2 separate regions of the Drosophila melanogaster genome follow, and region 1 is linked to region 2. A link is a contact called in public Hi-C data. All regions are on one chromosome and are shown on one strand. Each heading gives the region's core, a stretch centred on a gene start, on an enhancer-like site or on the middle of the called end of the contact. The rest is flanking DNA. Distances are from core to core; before and after follow the strand shown. Region 1 holds the start of Fim (Fimbrin). Region 2 holds the start of Arp2 (Actin-related protein 2).

Evidence for each region. A called contact is a pair of places that touch in the nucleus more often than the background predicts.
Region 1: a Hi-C map of the Kc167 cell line shows a contact between it and region 2, with 2.1 times the contacts expected there. The contact joins the promoter of Fim here to the promoter of Arp2 in region 2. A contact is called at or near these places in 2 of 107 Hi-C or Micro-C datasets (the Kc167 cell line and wing imaginal disc).

What each region holds. Positions count from the first base shown.
Region 1 is chrX:17,297,107-17,303,426 of dm6, reverse strand. It overlaps Fim (Fimbrin), which reads left to right and starts at 1,498. Exons shown (of 5, transcript NM_078661.4): 1 at 1,498-2,067. The coding sequence starts at 1,993. CG5445 reads right to left here. Exons shown (of 5, transcript NM_001298442.1): 3 at 37-588. The coding sequence starts at 512.
Region 2 is chrX:16,551,019-16,556,876 of dm6, reverse strand. It overlaps Arp2 (Actin-related protein 2), which reads left to right and starts at 2,926. Exons shown (of 7, transcript NM_001103531.2): 1 at 2,926-3,096; 2 at 3,319-3,533; 3 at 4,427-4,537. The coding sequence starts at 3,486. Pp2B-14D (Protein phosphatase 2B at 14D) reads left to right here. Exons shown (of 1, transcript NM_001258786.3): 1 at 1-2,250.

The DNA of each region.
Region 1 (6,320 bases), core at 249-2,748, 750 kb before region 2:
GGATTTGAGATATTTTACTTATAGCTATATCCTTACCAGTTACTCATCTCTAGGTAAAACCTGGCCGATTCCCGGTTCATCTGGTTGTTCATTAGGCTCTGAAACTGGCTGATGAGGTCTTCGTGGTCCGTGGTGCCCATACAGCTGAACTGTTGCAGCAACAGGGAGTCGATATCGAAGTCGTTCGTCGGTAGACACTTGATCGTGGATGCGGATGCGTTAGCGGTTGTTGCGGATGGACTGGGACTCAGATTTGAGTTGGGATTCGCATTCGAATTTGGACTGTTGTTCGGAGCGGAGTGCGGCCCTGGGGGCGCGGGCAGGGGAATGGCCATCATGGGATTTGTGGTTGTTGTTGTATTGGTTGTGAGCCCGAATAACGGTTCACATTGCATCTGTTGTTGCTGCTGCTGCTGGCTGTCCGAATTTGGATTCGGATTCGGATTTAGATTCAGATTCATGTTCATGTTCTGCATCTCGGCGGCGTTTTCGTAGTTCTCCTCCACATCCATCTCGCTCACTGTCTTGATCTCGCTCTGTCTTTCTCTCACAGTTTGTCTCCTTTGTTTGCTTTCTCCCCCTTTCTTTCTGTAATTAATATATCAAATCAAAATCGCAATCAAATGAAAATGCGTTTTACGCTTTTGTTGTTGTTTCAGCACTTGTACACGCACGCACACCGACGCACGCTTGGTTGGAAATACTCGCAAGCACGCGCGCACACACAGATGCAGCAGCTGGTTTTAAAGGGCGACAAAAACAACAACAGCGACGGTCACCATGGCCAAGGGGGCGAGGCGGGGGGCGTTTCGGCTTCCAGCGTCCGCTGGCGTGACCTGTGACCTCAAAGAAAGCCGAAAAGCGATCGCTTCAAAGCGAAGAAATGCGGGAATAAAATAAAAAGGCAACAATACTGGACCCTGCGGTGTGACCAGGCGATTCTATTCTTTTAGACAAAAGAAGAGGAACCGTGGCGAGCCGACCGCGAAATACTACCCGATAGCGGAAAAATACTAAACGTTTATGTTTGTTAACATTGTAATATGATGTGCGTCAAAGAAAGAGATAAAGAAATATCTTTTTCGAATTCACCTCCTAATAAAGAAAAATAACTGAATAAAAAACGTCCCCATAATTCAAATTCCAACGTTCTTCAATTGCTGCTAACTCAACAACGGAAATTCTACGCACATGTAAAATGTAAAAAAAATAAATTTGCGCACATAACTTAGCATAAGCAGCTTTAAGCTTTTTTTAAATTCTCTTCCAAGCTTAAATTAACTATATTTAAACTTGAAGAAAAACAATGTGCTGTCTATTATGACATTAAGAGGTATTTCAATTCTATCGAAAATTTAAGTTCAAATGGAATACTGTGCTCAGTTTTGGAAATATCGCGGTAAGTACCACCGTATTTTTGTAGGTTTTTCAAATTCCAAAACGGGCACACTGTTTTCGCTCCGTTGTCTTCTTTCATTTCTCACAATACAACCTGCAATTTAGTTTTCTGTTTGTTGTTAAACATCTAACAAAAGCGCTTCGCACGCACAGCAAACCGGTCGATTCCGAATTCAGACGTGCTAAATAACGTTTGAAAACAAAATTTGCTCGGTTGACGTTGTAAATAACAACACGGAGGCTTTAAATCTGGCTTCATCTTTTTTTTTTTGGTAAAAACCAGCAACAAACAAAACCAGCAACGAGTGTGTATGGGTGAAAAGTTAAGAAAAAAGTAAAAGAAGTTTAAGAATATTAGCACAGAAACGCACAAATACATAGATACGTATAGGAAAAGGAGCGCGCGGTAAAACAAAAAAGAAGAGGAGCAAAAAGAAGAAAATCGCCGACTGCGAAAACGGCGACAAAGTGAAATTGATTATAAACGGATAATTTATTTAAAATAATTACCAATCAGCGGCGTCAGTTATAAATAATTAAGAAAGTCAAGAAGAAAAGCAGCAGCAGCACACCACACACACATCGGCAGCGAAAATGGCAACACTTAACAAATTCACAAAAACGCTGTCCATTGATGAAAAGGCGGAGATCAAGGAGAAATTCATAGAGGTGAGATGACAAAAAGAGCAGCAAAACGAAATGGTTTTAGCAATGGCAATAGCAACATTCAATCAATAAGAGTCATAGGTGGCAAATTGTTGAAATTCAAATTGAATGACTCACACACACACGCACGCATGAGGCGCAGGAAGAAAACCGTTAAGCGGTGCATGTGGGCGTCGGCGTTGACAATGGGGAGCAGCGACGCTGACGCCAACGCCGGCTGCGCAGCCGACAGCGCGGCTGGCCTTCAACAGTGCAAAGCAACCCCCCATGAAGTGGACTTAAGCGAAGAAGAAGCAGTGGCGGGGGCAGCAGGAGCAGGAGAAGAACAGAGTCGGACTTTGAAAGGGTCTTACCACTCCGATTTTAGTTCATGTTCTTGCTTAGTTTTTAATCGACAAAGAAGCAGAACCAGCAAGAAGTTAATTAAATTGGGAATTGTAAAACTAAAACTTAACTTAATCAGCTGGCACGAATGTTGGACAGGAGAAGAGGAAATCGTACAAGAACAGAGATCAAATTTTGCATTACACTTACGAGAGTAACTTAGTCCTTTAGCCCTTCAAAATCCCCCCTTGATCCGCCACTGGAAAAGACCGTGAAAAGAAGCAAAGACAAGCATCGCTAGCTAACGGTTAATGCGCTGCGCCCGCTGCTGCATATGCCAGTGCGAGGGAGAGGGGCGCGTGCGTGGATGTGGGTGGGAGGGGACAGCAGATGAGCAAACAAGTTTCCCTTTCCCGCATCTCTTATCTCCCGCTCTTCGCACAGTGGAGAGTCGTTATCAAGAGTACGAGAAGCAAGAGGAAAAAATTACTTTAATTTGTACTATAAAGTGAATTTTGTTTTTGATTTCTTTATGTGTATTGTGTATTGTGGTAAATTGGAATGCAAAAGCTGTTGACGAATATTGCACTTATCAAACTGTCTGAGCCATGTACCGTAAAAACGAAACTAGATAAACCAAGCCGACATCCACAGTAGACACATTACTTTGTCTTGTCACCGCCTCGATAAAGTATGCAAATATTTCTTATCGTGCATCGAGAATTTCCTTCGAATGTTTACAGAAGAAAACACTTTTTTGTCTTATTTTTTGGGTGGAGCCCTCTGCAACTGCAAAGCCCAAAACGAAATCATTACGAGTATAAGGGCAGCGCATGCGTGGAGAAACGCAAGTTCAATGCCGCAGTCGGCGTCGCTGCCCATCCCCCATAGTGACTAATGCTAAAAGCAAACTAAAAAATAACACAACAATGTTGACACCAACCAACCAACCATCATCTTTCACTTGACGAACGAATCTTTCTTGCGAATTTCGCGAGAATAATATTTGGGCAAGGCCAGCGGTATAAAGTTAGCGTATAACGTGCATTTATTTCCATACCATGACACCACGTAAAAGTCGCTCTACTGCCACCCCTTTTTTTTGGTGGGGTTCGCAGGGGGCGGAGTGGAATAGCATGAAAACCAGTTTCTGCTTAAACTAAAAATAAATATAAAAATCACAGGCCAGGGCACATATATACAAGCCCCGTCACCGGGAGAGCGTGAAAAACTACGTCTCAGCTCGGTCGCAGCTTCAATTCAGATTCAGATATCTGCTCTCAAACGCAAGACAAGTCGCACAGTGGGTCGCCGGCGGTTGGCCCTACGAAATGAATTCAAAAACCATACATCGGTATTGCCGACAATAGGAGTGCTTATTCGGTTTCATTGAATATCATTCAATCTTGTTATTACTATGTTACATTTATAGTTTTGAGCATTGCTATTCATTATATACATGCATAAGTACTAACACTATTGCAGTGAACTTCGCAATCAAGCAACATTCGATACCTACAATTCGTAGTTTTTGACCCACTGTGCATTCGTCACCTTGGTTCAGGGGGCAACCGGAGTCGAGCAATTTTCGTTCAATTTTATGCACACACTTAATAGTTTACAATTGTTTCTTGCTGATTTTCGCTCGCCCGACTGCTCGAATCCCGCTCTGCATTTGGCATTTGGCTTTTCGCTGAGCTCGTAATTCCCGGCAATTCCGAAACCAAAAAAAGAGGAATATAATAAACGCCCACGCTGCAATTGCTTCGAGTGCAGGCCATAAAATCCATATATGCTGGAAGACATAAAAAAAAAACCATGCTTGATTGCAACTGCCAACGAAAACGGAATGCAGGCAAAAAAAAAAGAATCTAATCTTGTCTTGAAAACCTCTTCGTTAAATATAAAATTTAAAATTAAAAGTATCATCTCATTGATAAATTCGCATTACTAAATAACACCACATTTTATCTCAGTGTACCATTTAAGTCGACTGCCGTCGCACGCGTCTTTGGCCGTTAATCGGTCGAACAATGTGGGTCCATTGTGCTTGGAACTCCAATGGATCCGCGTGGCCAACAGAACGGTTTGCAAGAAGCTGATTCCAAACGAGATCAGGATAAACACTACTGAACCAGGCACAATACATACAATGGGTGGGAGTTGTGTGGGCGGCGAACAATCGCTGCACTGATTGACACTTGAAAGCTGAAATCTGTTTTCGTTGTTCCACTATTGTTGTTGGATGCTGCGATGACTAATACCGTATGCCTCAGATCAAGGGAAAAATTGTAATATCCGAATGAACAATTCCGCGCTCTTTTTATTCACTGAATAAAGGCTGCCTAATTATGATATTGAAATTATGGTAAACACACTTGTTTATCCCACGGGGACTCTATTTGATATTGTTGAAATTGCTGGCGGCAATACAGCGGTTTCCCCTTCCATCTAATCGGTATATGGCGATTTAAATTTAAATTAAATACTTTAATATTTATGTTGCAATCTAAACGCAAAAGCATTATGGTTCAGAGTATTGAGGATCCGGATTCAGGATTATTGCCTATCGCATATGAGTGGCACATTGTTGCCATTTGCTCTTGTCAAGCAGCAAGACAGTGTTGCCACACCCACATACAAAGCGCTGCTTTTGTTTGTCTTTCGTTTTCGTCTCGAGTTTCTGTGTTTCTTTCCCATTCTTCCAGTGTTTTTGTTTCTGTTTCGGTTTCTGCTTCTGCGTGGGAGTGTCAGTGTTAATTGCCGCAAAGCCCCGCATTTTGAGTGCCCCGATGTGAAGGAGATATGCAATGTGTTTTTATGGTTTATCGAGCTTGCATACTTGATAAACAATGACGGTAGAAATTAAAGCGTTTCGATGAATACATTACGCAATTTATAGCAGATTTATGAGTAAGCCGCATTGAGAGTCCAAATCTCTTGGCATTAAACTGCAGTTATGTTCGATTTTACACTTTTCCTATTCCTCGATTTATGGATGCTATTATCTTGAGCGCAAGTGTGTGCCGCCTTTGTTGCATTGCATGTTGCTCTTTTCAAAAGTTGATGGACAGGCACATAATTCATTTGGCTGCGTTTATTAGGTCTTTCGGCTGCTGCTGTTTTTTCTCTCCCGGCGTTTTTTTTTTCCTGCTTTTACTAGGGTGTTCCCATTCACACAAAAAACAACACTTATTATTGTCTTTTCCGAATATGTATATTATTCTTGGGGATGTTGCTGCAGCTTGGCTTTTATCAACATTGTTTGGGGCCCTCTCAAGTGCATTTTGAGTGCAGGCTACTCGGGCACTTAGCGCTAAAAACGCTTTCTTTATTTATTTCGTTTTTAATTTCATTGTCATTTTAATGCACATGCCAAAGAGTTTTGAATACCCGAACATACAACCGGCACACAGTGTCCATCAAAAGTCGTGCCGCACAGTGGGTCGTGATCAAACAGCGATGATATCATTCGATCCGAAGATTGTGTGCTTATAAAGTCCGTGGGACACGTAAGTGTTACGTGATTGGGAAGCAAACAAATCGAATGTTGGGAATTATTTGAGAGCCATTTAAAATGTCGTTTTAAGAATTTGCGTATTAAATCAACACAAATTTGCTCACCAAACTGTGAAAAGACACTTGTGTAAAATGACAGTATTATATCATTTGTTTTGGAAATCCGCATAGTTACACTGTGCATGGCTATCAAGAGTGAAAGTGTTCGTAATGCGTTGATTGCATTTTATGTGCGATAAGTTGCAGCTGCATAAAGACAACCTCTCCCTCACTTTACCACTTTTTCTCTTTCTTATTTGGTAGTCCTTTTTCTCAAGTCGACGCACTGCATTTCCTTTCGTTTTAATACCCTTGCTTGGAGTAATTTAAATGTTACAACTTTTTTGCTATGTGTAGTAACTTACATAAAATAA
Region 2 (5,858 bases), core at 1,677-4,176:
TGTAATCTTGCATAGAAGAAACGAATGAAACAAGCAAACAAATTCGAAACCATTTGCAATATGTGCCGCAATAGTCCATAAATGTTCCTTATACGAATTAAACATTGAAAGTGAAATCAGAGTTTATTTTTTTTTTTTTAAATATATACTTAAATATATGTATATGTATTATTGTTGCATAATCTAACTTTTGACTTAATATGTTACATTTTACGTGTACGACTGTGTGTGTATAACTAACTATTTGCGTTTTATCAGTAGCTTGGCGAACAAAAAACAAAAAACAAAAAAAAACCAACCAAATGGCAAAAGCAAAAGCAAAGAAAAAGCAGCAAAAATCCATAAGAGATCACACAAGATGATAATCGTTGTTTGAGGATCACAGTCTAGCTAATTAATAAATTGATGAATAGGATCGATCGATTTCCATTGATGTGAATGCATTTTGAACACTGAAAGAACGGATCGTTTACCATTTAAATAGCAAATCAAATATTTAACTATTAAATTACTGTGTAAACCTAATAACGTATAATATATTTCTGCGTGTAAATTGAACTAAACGATTAATTAATTAACTAATTTAGCGAATCGATTTTTGTTGAGAGAGAAAGAGCGCTAGCACACACACACACACAAACACAAAACTTATTTTCCTTGACTTAGTATGAGCTAATTGCAATGAGATTAAGCGAATGAGATGTATTTAAGTAAGTATAAGGCATGGCACACACATGAGAAACGGATGAGTTTCGGCGTTTCAGATCAATTCAATGATAATGATGGCAATCAAGTTCTCAATTTGCGCCTACACCTCTTCCCAAAAACCGATGATATCAGCTTCTCCTTTATCACTAATCACAACCACTATCAATGCGAAATCAAAAGCTATAAGATATACCACATACATACTCACGCAAGAAATGCCTTCATCGAGATCATATTATCCACGAACCAAGAATATTAACGCTGTACTTTTGCTTCGACTCTTCAACCACCAATAATTGCATTGAACTCTAATCTAAATATTTATACAGATATATATATATATTATATACCGAGTTGGCATTGGAAAACAGTTAGTTTTAGTGATCTATGCACGTATCGTAACAATACCAAGATTAATTAAATCGTAGCTAAAAGAAACAAATCAAGGATGAGGCGGCAGTCGCAGAGTTTCCCTCTTAGCTTTTATAAAAAAAAAAAAGATGGAGAAATGGAAACAACTTACTCAACTAATTGAGAGATACACCATATTTATATAGATATATATATAGCGTTTTTTTTTTTTGTTAATCCTCCACCACAACTATATAATTATTGAAAGTTGATGAAAGCTGTTGGGCCGTTTAAGTTTCAGAGTTTCTGTTCTATATGTGGTTAAAATTGTTAATGTTGTTACACCGCAAATGCATACTTAGTTAGTTAGTCGAGTGAAATGGGAGTTCCCCCAAATCACATTTAATTGCAATAGTCTCGAGTATTGAACGCCAAGAACACCAATTCCATAGAATGATTGTATACACTCAGAAAATCAATCGGCATTTATGTTCGAAAATCGCCGCAAATATTTTCAACAAGTATGGGTTTTTACGGATTTAAAATAATGAAATTGAAAACTAAATTCCATATTGTTAGGCTATAAACAAATGTTTCTATTGATGGACAACATTTCAGGTATAATTTTTGAAAAACAACAAATATTTATTTCAATTGTTAATACCAAAATACGCATAGGTCAACAATTAAGTTTTAATTTTTTTTTTTTAATATAGTTTAATTATCAAAGAACTATACATTTTAAGCCATTAAACGTAGGCAATATTCAGATAATTTTCTGAAATAAATTAATTGTAAATTTTGGATTCTCTTAGGGCGATTTGCATTCCGAGTGTATCAAGAGCCATGGTAAATAATAAAGCTAAGAAGTATTAATAATTCTACACTATGTATGACTAACAATACATTTGCTTAGTTCCCTCGATAAAGAAAGTACATAACTATTGCATGAGGCATAGGCAAAACTTCCTGGCACATAGTAAAAGTAAATAATTGAATAGAACGGCTGAGGAGGAGATGAGTAGATTTTGATAATATGTACGTCAAGACCATGCCAACATACTTATGGGAACTATTTAAAAAGCATTAAAACGTTCAATATAACACATAATACCCAGACAAAAGCAGAATCAAAAAATGCGGGAACGAGACGGCTGCATGGTATATACATACATATATAAGACATTTCGCCTCTTAAAGCAATTATAAAGATAACAAATGAGTAACGTTTATTATATTATTAAATTATACATACATATACATACTATATAAACGGAATAAAATAAATCAGCAACAAACTTTCCATTTTATGGCGTTCGATCACTTAACTTTTTATCCTTGGGAGCAGTATTGTCAAGTTATCATTTTTCTTCTTAATTGCTTAAATTACAATTCTTTAAATACATGCATGTATTCAATGATGGCGCCAAATTTTGAACCTGTTTTAAGTCTTAATTCAAGAATATTTTTCCAAGTATGAGAGTGAACGAGAGGCAAGAGCGCAAACGAAAAATACCAGAAATCAATGTGAGTATTTTGAAATTTCAGCAATTGCCGAATTGGTTTTTCAAATAGATGTGATTAGTTGTTAAATTGCCAAATCTTTAATCCAATAATTTAATTAATAAAGTCTTAATTGAATTGAAATTGTTTTGTGTAAATCCTGTGCAAGTAACATATATTACTAATAAACTTGTATTTTTTAATCTTTTTTAAATTGTTAAAAGTGGCACACAGACTAGTAAACTTAATTAACAAATTTGTAAAATAATAAAAAAATATAATTGGATCTAGTATCTAAACGGTTCTGGTATTTATTTTCGGTGTTTTGTACGCTTCAGTCCAACGCCGATAGTATCGAATATGCATCTATTTTTATTCAACTCTGGGGAGTAACGAGGGAGTTTTTGTACAGCAGTATAACTAAATTATAAGTATAAATAGTCGATAGCGGCAAACTGTTTCGGCCTAAATTTAATTGCGAGTCTAAATTAAGAGTTCAATTCCCAATAACCGCCAAACGAAGCGGCGATAAACGTAAGCGATAGAGTGGCGAAGAGAGCAAGGTTCCCGCCCGCGTGTTGTGAGAGTGTGCGAGTGGAAGAGGAAAGTGTATGATTAAGTACAATCGCTCTCCGGCGGTCCAAATACAAAAAAAGCCGAAAAGGAATCAATTAACAGTAGTGCTCAACAAACGGCCCAGGAAGTCAACAGGAAAGGCGATTGATGTGCAATATTTTGTTTGGTTTTATCGAGCAGAGGCGCTGCGAGCTGTGATTTCAAACCGAATCACAACCAACACCCAAAAAGGCAACCTGGTCGCGTCATCAGTGGAAGTGGAAAGGCAGTTGCCACAGCAGAGGCAGAAGCAACGGGAGTAGCAGAAGCAGTGGTTTTCCAGAGATCCGGTTTTGAGTCCTTCAAGCATGGACAGCAAGGGTCGAAATGTTATCGTCTGTGATAACGGCACTGGGGTAAGATAACGGGAAAGTCACCACCCGCACCGCCCACATCACCCACAAGCGGTGAAAACAGAGCGCACACACCCACACCATCACCAACGACTGGTGTGTGACACACATTTCGAGTGTTGTTGGCTGCGCTTCTTTCGTTTTCTTCTTCTTGTGGACTAAGCAGCGCTTCTGCTGCTGCTGCTTATTTCACTGCTTGCTGGCCAGCGGGCGTTGACGTCGCGGTTAGTCAAGCAGTTGCAGCAGTTGCAATTACGCGATTGCCTCTTCCTCTCCTTTATATTCCGCTTCCCCACTCTTCTTCTTGCTCTCCGCTTGACTAATCAGTGGATTACTCACGATTCCAGCGTTACTCAGTATCTCCCACACCTACATATTTGTCGAAAGAGCGACACTGGCACACACCAACACTTCCATAAAATTTCCGACAATCAGTTCTTATCGCAGGCCCAGAATTTTTGTATTGTGATAACGGTCCGATTTCGATAAGCGTCCGATAAACCACAACAGTAAAAGCGCAAGCAAATGCTGCACCGAGAAAAATGATTTAGCTGGTCCTAAACCAAATAATCAAAACTAATTCAAAAATTTTTGTTTTGTGATAACGGTCCGAATTCGATAAGTCACAGCAGTAAAAACGCAAGGAAATGCTGCACCGGGAAAAATGATATAGCTGGTCTTAAACAAAATGATTAAAAATAATTATTTATTATTATTATGTGCAATTTTTAAGTACCTGTTGATACAAAAGCATTTTAAATTATCATATTACGTGTTAGGGCTTAACTCAAATAATAATATATGTACATATGTCGGCTGTCATATTATTTTAATGTGTTTCCACATACACCATAATATAAATATATGTATTTATGACATCTCCATTTATTTTTCAGTTCGTTAAGTGCGGATATGCCGGCAGCAATTTCCCCACCCACATTTTTCCCTCGATGGTGGGACGACCCATGATTCGGGCGGTCAACAAAATCGGCGATATCGAAGTCAAGGTATGATCCATCGTACTTACCAATTAAAGTATCTAAAATTAATTAACAATATGATGAGATAGTACAACCATATACACTACACAAATTCAATTGTGCACAGGCCATCAAATACACGAATATCCATATATTATATCATTTTTTTTTTCGATGTAACTACTCCATGACTAGTTAAACGGCAAGAAATACATTTAGCGCATAGAAGTTCACTATCCACCAAATTACCCACCATATTTTTTCACCCCTAACCCATCTGATTTTGGAGTGGAATTGCTCTATTTTCTATTCTGTCTATTAGTGTCGCATATCTACTTACTTCTATATAATTTGTTTTCGATCTACCCCATTCGCATATCGTTTCATTTACCATCTTGATTTCATCACTTCTGGGGGTCACTTATCCCAATATTGCATTTTTGCTTGAGTTGCATTGGTCTCGGTGTGTGGGCCCTCATATTATTATACACATGCATACAAAATATATAAATATATATTATGGTAAATATATCATGCTAAAAGTTGGTCCGTGGATATCTGATTTTAACCAAGGTTTAGGCATAGCTTAATAAACTGTGGATATGGAGGCTGAACCCCGCAGACATTAAGCTTTTTTTTTTTTTGAGTGCATCACTTGATTTTCGATATATAGATCTTACTTAGAAGTTCTTTACTTTAGACAGAAGAAACATCAAATTAAGAATCATTAAGAACACATCTTGAATAGCAATAAAAAAAAAAACGATACAGAAAATAAATATTTTTAAAATTGTAATCTTTCTGTTCTTTTTTAATATTCTTATACATTTTTCTGTTCTTTTTTTCACATATATTTTTAAAAACAAATGTTTTGCAGGATTTACATGTCGATGTAAGTCAAGTTTGTATAGTTAAAAAAAAAACCAAAATCCAAACTACCACTACCAGAAATCTAATCACCAAGTAAACATAAAATAATAAAAATTTGTATACGATTGACACAATACGAAAATACCAAAAACCAAAATAACACACGCTTGGCAAAATATTGCGAAATTTTTTTGAAGTTCAAGCTGCGCACTTAGGATTTAATTAATTAATTAACTTAACTGTTAACTGTTCACATTTTTCACTAGTTGTTTGCCTTGAATATTTTCCCAACTATATTCCGGCCCCGTCCAACTATCTTGTTGCTTCCTTTTGGCCATCATCTATAATTGTACTCCATCCACAAAATCGACAAAATCCACAATCGAAAAAAAAAAATTAAAAAAAAAAACAAATCTATTAATTCTCATATCGGATAAATCTGAGGCGTGTTTAAAACCGAATTCCAATCGAATCTGTT